2 separate regions of the Arachis hypogaea genome follow, and region 1 is linked to region 2. The links are chromatin contacts, called in public Hi-C maps. All regions are on one chromosome and are shown on one strand. Each heading gives the region's core, a stretch centred on a gene start, on an enhancer-like site or on the middle of the called end of the contact. The rest is flanking DNA. Distances are from core to core; before and after follow the strand shown. Region 1 holds the start of LOC112696832. Region 2 holds the start of LOC112696829 (vacuolar lysine transporter YPQ1).

Region 1 (2,933 bases), core at 423-2,922, 340 kb after region 2:
TAAGCCTGACAATTAAAATATTTATTTATGACACCAATAAAAAAAAATTATCATAACCAATTTCTCCCTGTCAATGCAGCTTTCAAAATTACGAGATGTTCCAATACGTGAAGAATGCCCCCTCATTTATCATCTAGATGTAGCTGCTATGTATCCCAACATAATTTTGACAAATTGGCTTGAGGTATGTGTTCCATAATATTATAATAATACTCTGTAGCTGGATATGCATTCATACGAGGTTTATTTACTTAGAAGTACATCTTTATCCACTATAACCTGAAGAATATAAGCTATGAGAGGAAAACAGAATGAAATAATTATGTTTGTCTTTTTGAGGTCTTATGTACTCGTGAGACTTTCTGTGCATAATGCATATGGATAAGTTTGGTAACTCTATAATATCAATGTTTTGTCCAATTTTACTTGTCTGAATTTTGGAAAAAAATTGAATAGTAGGAGGAACCTGCAAAAGTGGCCATGCATCTCACCACAATGTCACAATGGTTTCTTAGCTTTTTCTGGCCAGAATTCATGTGGATTATCACTTCTGTTAGAAATGATATCTTCTTGATTCTATCAACTTCCAAGTAAAAATTTGGAAGAAAATTTAGGAATGTTTGTGCTGCTTATGCTGTGTTACTGGGGTTTATGTTTCTGAAATCTGAATTTATGACGCATGACGTTGCCTTATGTGACGTTTCTTTCCTATTTGTAGCCACCGTCAATTGTTTCAGATGAGGTTTACACTGCATGTGATTTCAACCGTCCTAGAAAGACATGTCTATGCAAACTTGAGTGGGTTTGGCGTGGAGAAACATTCGTGGCAAAGAAAAGGTGTGCCTCTCTTTTTGGTTAATGCTTGCTATTATTAGCATATTGCAGATTTATTTGTGCATATCTATAAAATTTATTAAAGAATTGACTGAAATATCTATTTGAAATCTTTCAGTGACTATTATCATATAAAGAAGCAGATTGAGTCAGATTTTGTTGATGGTGCTAGTGCGAGGTTATCAAAACCTTTTCTTGACCTGCCCAAGGCAGAGCAACAATCAAGGCTGAAAGACCGTTTAAAGAAATACTGCCAGAAGGTTGGTATTGTTTTTTTAAACAACTTTGTTTAATAATAGAGATCATACTGAATCAAGATGGCATTCACAGGCATACAGGCGTGTTCTTGACAAACCAGTTACAGAATGTAACAAACCAGGAGAGATCAAATCAAAATTTAACTCCTTTTAAATTTACTTATAGAAGGAGGGGAAAACACGTGACTGATTGAAATTTCAAAATATTGTTACTCCACATGTTTAGGAAAGTAGTTAGGATATGGATATTATAAATAAGGAAGCTGAAAAGCTTTTAGGTAGGGAATAAGTGGAGTGGTTATTTAGTGGAGAGTTTGGCCTCTCGAATGCCAAGTGAATCTTCTGTTATTGTTTGTTCTTTCTTCCTTTTCTAAATAATATTTCCTTGAGAGTATCATCTTGATACCTCAACCTTTCTCTATCCTATCTTCTACCTCTCATCTTCTATTACTCTAATTGCTAATTATCTGCTACTGTACCTCTTGATATTCTGGAGTTAGTAAGGAAACCCTTAACAATTGGTATCAGAGCAGATAATTAGCAATTAGAGTAATAGAAGATGAGAGGTAGAAGATAGGATAGAGAAAGGTTGAGGTATCAAGATGATACTCTCAAGGAAATATTATTTAGAAAAGGAAGAAAGAACAAACAATAACAGAAGATTCACTTGGCATTCGAGAGGCCAAACTCTCCACTAAATAACCACTCCACTTATTCCCTACCTAAAAGCTTTTCAGCTTCCTTATTTATAATATCCATATCCTAACTACTTTCCTAAACATGTGGAGTAACAATATTTTGAAATTTCAATCAGTCACGTGTTTTCCCCTCCTTCTATAAGTAAATTTAAAAGGAGTTAAATTTTGATTTGATCTCTCCTGGTTTGTTACAATACCCTCCCCATGAAGAGCCACCTTGTCCTCAAGGTGGAAAGATGGAAAGGCCAACTGCAGTTTGTCGGCCCGCTCCCATGTACTTTCAAATTCGGGAAGATGCTGCCACTTGATTAGCACTTCCAGGTGTCCTTGGTTGCTCATACGACTGTCCAGAACTTGTTCGGGTTCCACTAGTAGTTCTCCTTCCTCAGTGAGAGACTCAGGCAGGCTTTGGGGTTCCACTGAAGATCCCAAACTCTTCTTAAGTAGTGAAACATGAAAAATAGGATGTATCTTTGCAGAGGCTGGTAACCGAAGTTTATAAGCTGCTGCACCAATTTTTTCTAGTACTTCATATGGACCATAAAATCTGGCGCCGAGCTTCTGATTTGGTCTGGTGGCAAGAGACCGCATCCTGGATGGTTGGATCTTTAAAAACACGAAGTCTCCTACTTCAAAAGTGACATCTCTCCTCTTCTTATCAGCAGCTTGCTTCATGCGATTCTGGGCTCTATTCAACTGAAATTGTAACTCATCGAGCATCTGATTGCGGTCTTCCATTAGTAGTCTAACTTCTTCTACAGTAGATTCCAGCCCCCCTCTTAACAATGGAGGCGGCTCCCTCCCGTATAAAGCCCGAAAAGGGGTCATGCGAATGGACCCGTGATAAGTAGTATTATACCAGAATTCGGCCCAAGGCAGCCAAGTGGACCACTGTTTTGGCTTAGAGCCTGTGAGGCAGCGGAGATAGGTCTCTAAGCACTTGTTAACAGCCTCCGTTTGGCCATCGGTCTGTGGATGATATGCAGAGGACATCTTCAAAGAGGTTCCAGCCTGTTTGAATATTCAGTGGGAAACCACACCTTAAAAGCTAGCTGTTAAGGGGGAAGAACCACTCTCCTTATTTACAACATCAAGCATCCCATACTACTCGATGTGGGACTTTGAGCACCCCATAATACTCAAG
Region 2 (2,715 bases), core at 87-2,586:
CTCTCATAGTCATTGTTGCGTCAAATTAGAGGAACCTTGTTTGTTTCTCCACAATCCTGAAAACCAGGTGAAGAAGGGAACATAATAAATCAGCAGCACAGAATCTTCTTTGAATATAGCACTAATCTAATCACATGAAAGTTGACTCATATTTGCTGCATAACAAGCCAAAAATGTGCCAAATAAAATAAAACAGCATACAACCTTGGCAATAAACTATAATCAAGCAATAATATATAATATAAAAGGAATCTTGAGTAATAATGCTTACCTTTTGCAAAGTAAGAAAGCTATAAAGGTGTTTTAATTTGTGTTTTGATTTTGTATGTTTTTCCTTTTTAGAATTTTGTTACCTGTCTTTATATTCTATTTTTTTCACTCTTTCCTTTACAAAATCCTGAAAGTAAAAGATACAAAAGCAAAACCGGAAAATATTTTCACAAAGCAAACTATTGCATGTCATTACTTAGAACTTGTTTGGGTGAGCTTCTAAGAAAAGATCTTTTTTCGAGTTGTCTTTTTCTAAAAGATCTTATGAAAAAGTAAAAGTAATTTTATGTTTGGATATCTCATGTAAAAATATCTTTTTATCTATCAATTATGTTTTGGTATAATAATATAAAAGTACCCTATTAATACCATAATTGTGACACCAATTATCATACATGGTGGAATCAACTATATAAATCAAATCATGATATTATATGTTATCATAAATGATATTTACATGTAAATCATATTCAAAGACGTAAATGATCCCGTATGAATACAAAAATATGGAAAAATTTTTAGCATAGCACAAACCATAAACTAACAGAGAAGAAGGTGCAACAAAAAAGATAATAAAATGTTATTACTTATCTCAAATAGTGTGATATTTCTGGAGGCATTGGTAACCGAAAAAAAAAAGCAATTAAGGCGTAGGAGATAAAAGTATCTGGAAAGGAGTACAATATTCTCAAGCTGAAGCATCCATTATTATAGGTTTCTACTTTACGAATTGCTTTGGTGTTATTTATAAGATGAACCAAATTGCGAAGCAAATTGAAGTTTGTACCCAAAAATCCTAAAGGGGATAATCAAAGAAGAATATAGATTGAAATTCAAATGCAACAATTAAACATAGGGGAAAAAAATCATGCAAACACAAGATTAGTAACATGATGAAATGAGCGTTAACAGAAAATTAATCGTTGTTGATAATAAATGATCCAATAATGCGTACAATGCATGCACAGGGGAAAATGAACTCCATACCCAGAAAGAAAGGAACGACGCAAAATAATGGAGTTGCTTACCGACCTCAGCAGTCAGGGTTTATAATAAGTCCCGAAAATTATTAGAAGATACCAAATAAGTCCCGAAAATTATTAATATGTTTAAATTATTAATATTGTTTATAGAAAAGTATAAGAAAACAATAAGAATACAACAATAGAGTAAAAAAAATTAAAATCATAAATTATATTATTTATTAATTATTTTTAATTTTAAATTTTAAAATTAAAAAAAAAAGATTAACAAAGTGTGTGTTTGGATTACCGTTTGTAAACGGAGGTTTGTATAAAATTGATTTTGTAAAAGTGATTTTGATCAAAAGTGAGTTAGTATTAACGTGGTTTATGTTTGGTAATTTTTATTCAAAATGGATTATAGTAAACTAAATATTGTTTGGATTACATTATTCAAAATCACTTTTAGATAGAAAATTACAAAAAAGGACATGAGTTTAAATAATTATTTTATGTTATCTTATAATTTTATTTTAAATATTTAAATAAATTTTAATATTTTTTTAGTATTATCAATATTCTTTAGTACTCTAATAGAATTAATAGAATCATAATACAAAGTAAAAAAAATATTCTATACAAAAAAGAAATAACAATAACAGTAAAAGAACTCATATAAAAAAACAGAAGTTTTATAAAAAATAATATGCATAAGAAAGTATTAAAAAGATATATTATAAAAAAGAAAATAATAAATATATGAATAATAAAGGGTATAATTGGTAGATAGAACATAAAGTTTAATCCAACGTGAAAAACTGAACGGAAAAGCTAGAATTTTTAGCTTTTGATAAACGTGGGTTGAAGATAAAAATCACTTCTACGTTTACAGAATAAAACCATTGCCAAACATGAAGATGAAGCGTTCAAGGAGCTCAAACGAGCTTTTCTCTTCTCCAACGTAAATCCAAACACACCCTAAACTAAGGTTTGGTTTGGTAAAACTTTTTGAAAAGGTGTTTCTGCTTTTTATAAGCTCAAACTCCTCATTTTGTGTTTGGTAAATAAAAAAGATCATGTGTTTGTGCTTGATTTAATACTTGCATTTATGTCTATTATAGTATTTTTAAATTTTAAAAGCTATTTTACTAAACACAATTGATGTTACTTATAAGCTATTCTTTATTTGATTTACCAAACATAAATGCTACAACTTTTAAAAAGTCATCTTTTAAAAGTTAACTTTTATAAGCTACTTTTGAAAAGTAAAAGTTTTACCAAACTAAGCCTAAGAGTCCTGTTAGGGAAGACTATTTGTACAAATGGGCTATTGCGTTACAAAACATCTTCCCAAAAGCTTAAACTGATTTTGGGGTTCACAAAAGATCAAATTTTTGACCTTTTAGATCTAGAGCTCTAATACCATGTCATGATACCACTCATCCCAAAAGCTTCATCTGATGGAAAAAGGTAACACTAATGG

The links. Hi-C and Micro-C count contacts between places; a contact is called where the count stands out from the background.
Region 1: a Hi-C map of leaf shows a contact between it and region 2, with 2.8 times the contacts expected there. The contact joins the promoter of LOC112696832 here to the promoter of LOC112696829 in region 2. A contact is called at or near these places in 2 of 8 Hi-C or Micro-C datasets (both in leaf).

Annotation. Positions count from the first base shown.
Region 1 is chr6:86,534,417-86,537,349 of arahy.Tifrunner.gnm2.J5K5, forward strand. It overlaps LOC112696832, which reads left to right and starts at 1,673. Exons shown (of 9, transcript XM_072197223.1): 1 at 1,673-2,933. It overlaps LOC140172834, which reads left to right. Exons shown (of 5, transcript XM_072197221.1): 2 at 80-184; 3 at 719-837; 4 at 953-1,094; 5 at 1,165-1,258. The coding sequence ends at 111.
Region 2 is chr6:86,197,404-86,200,118 of arahy.Tifrunner.gnm2.J5K5, forward strand. LOC112696829 (vacuolar lysine transporter YPQ1) reads right to left here and starts at 1,337. Exons shown (of 14, transcript XR_011862415.1): 1 at 1,258-1,337; 2 at 1-56.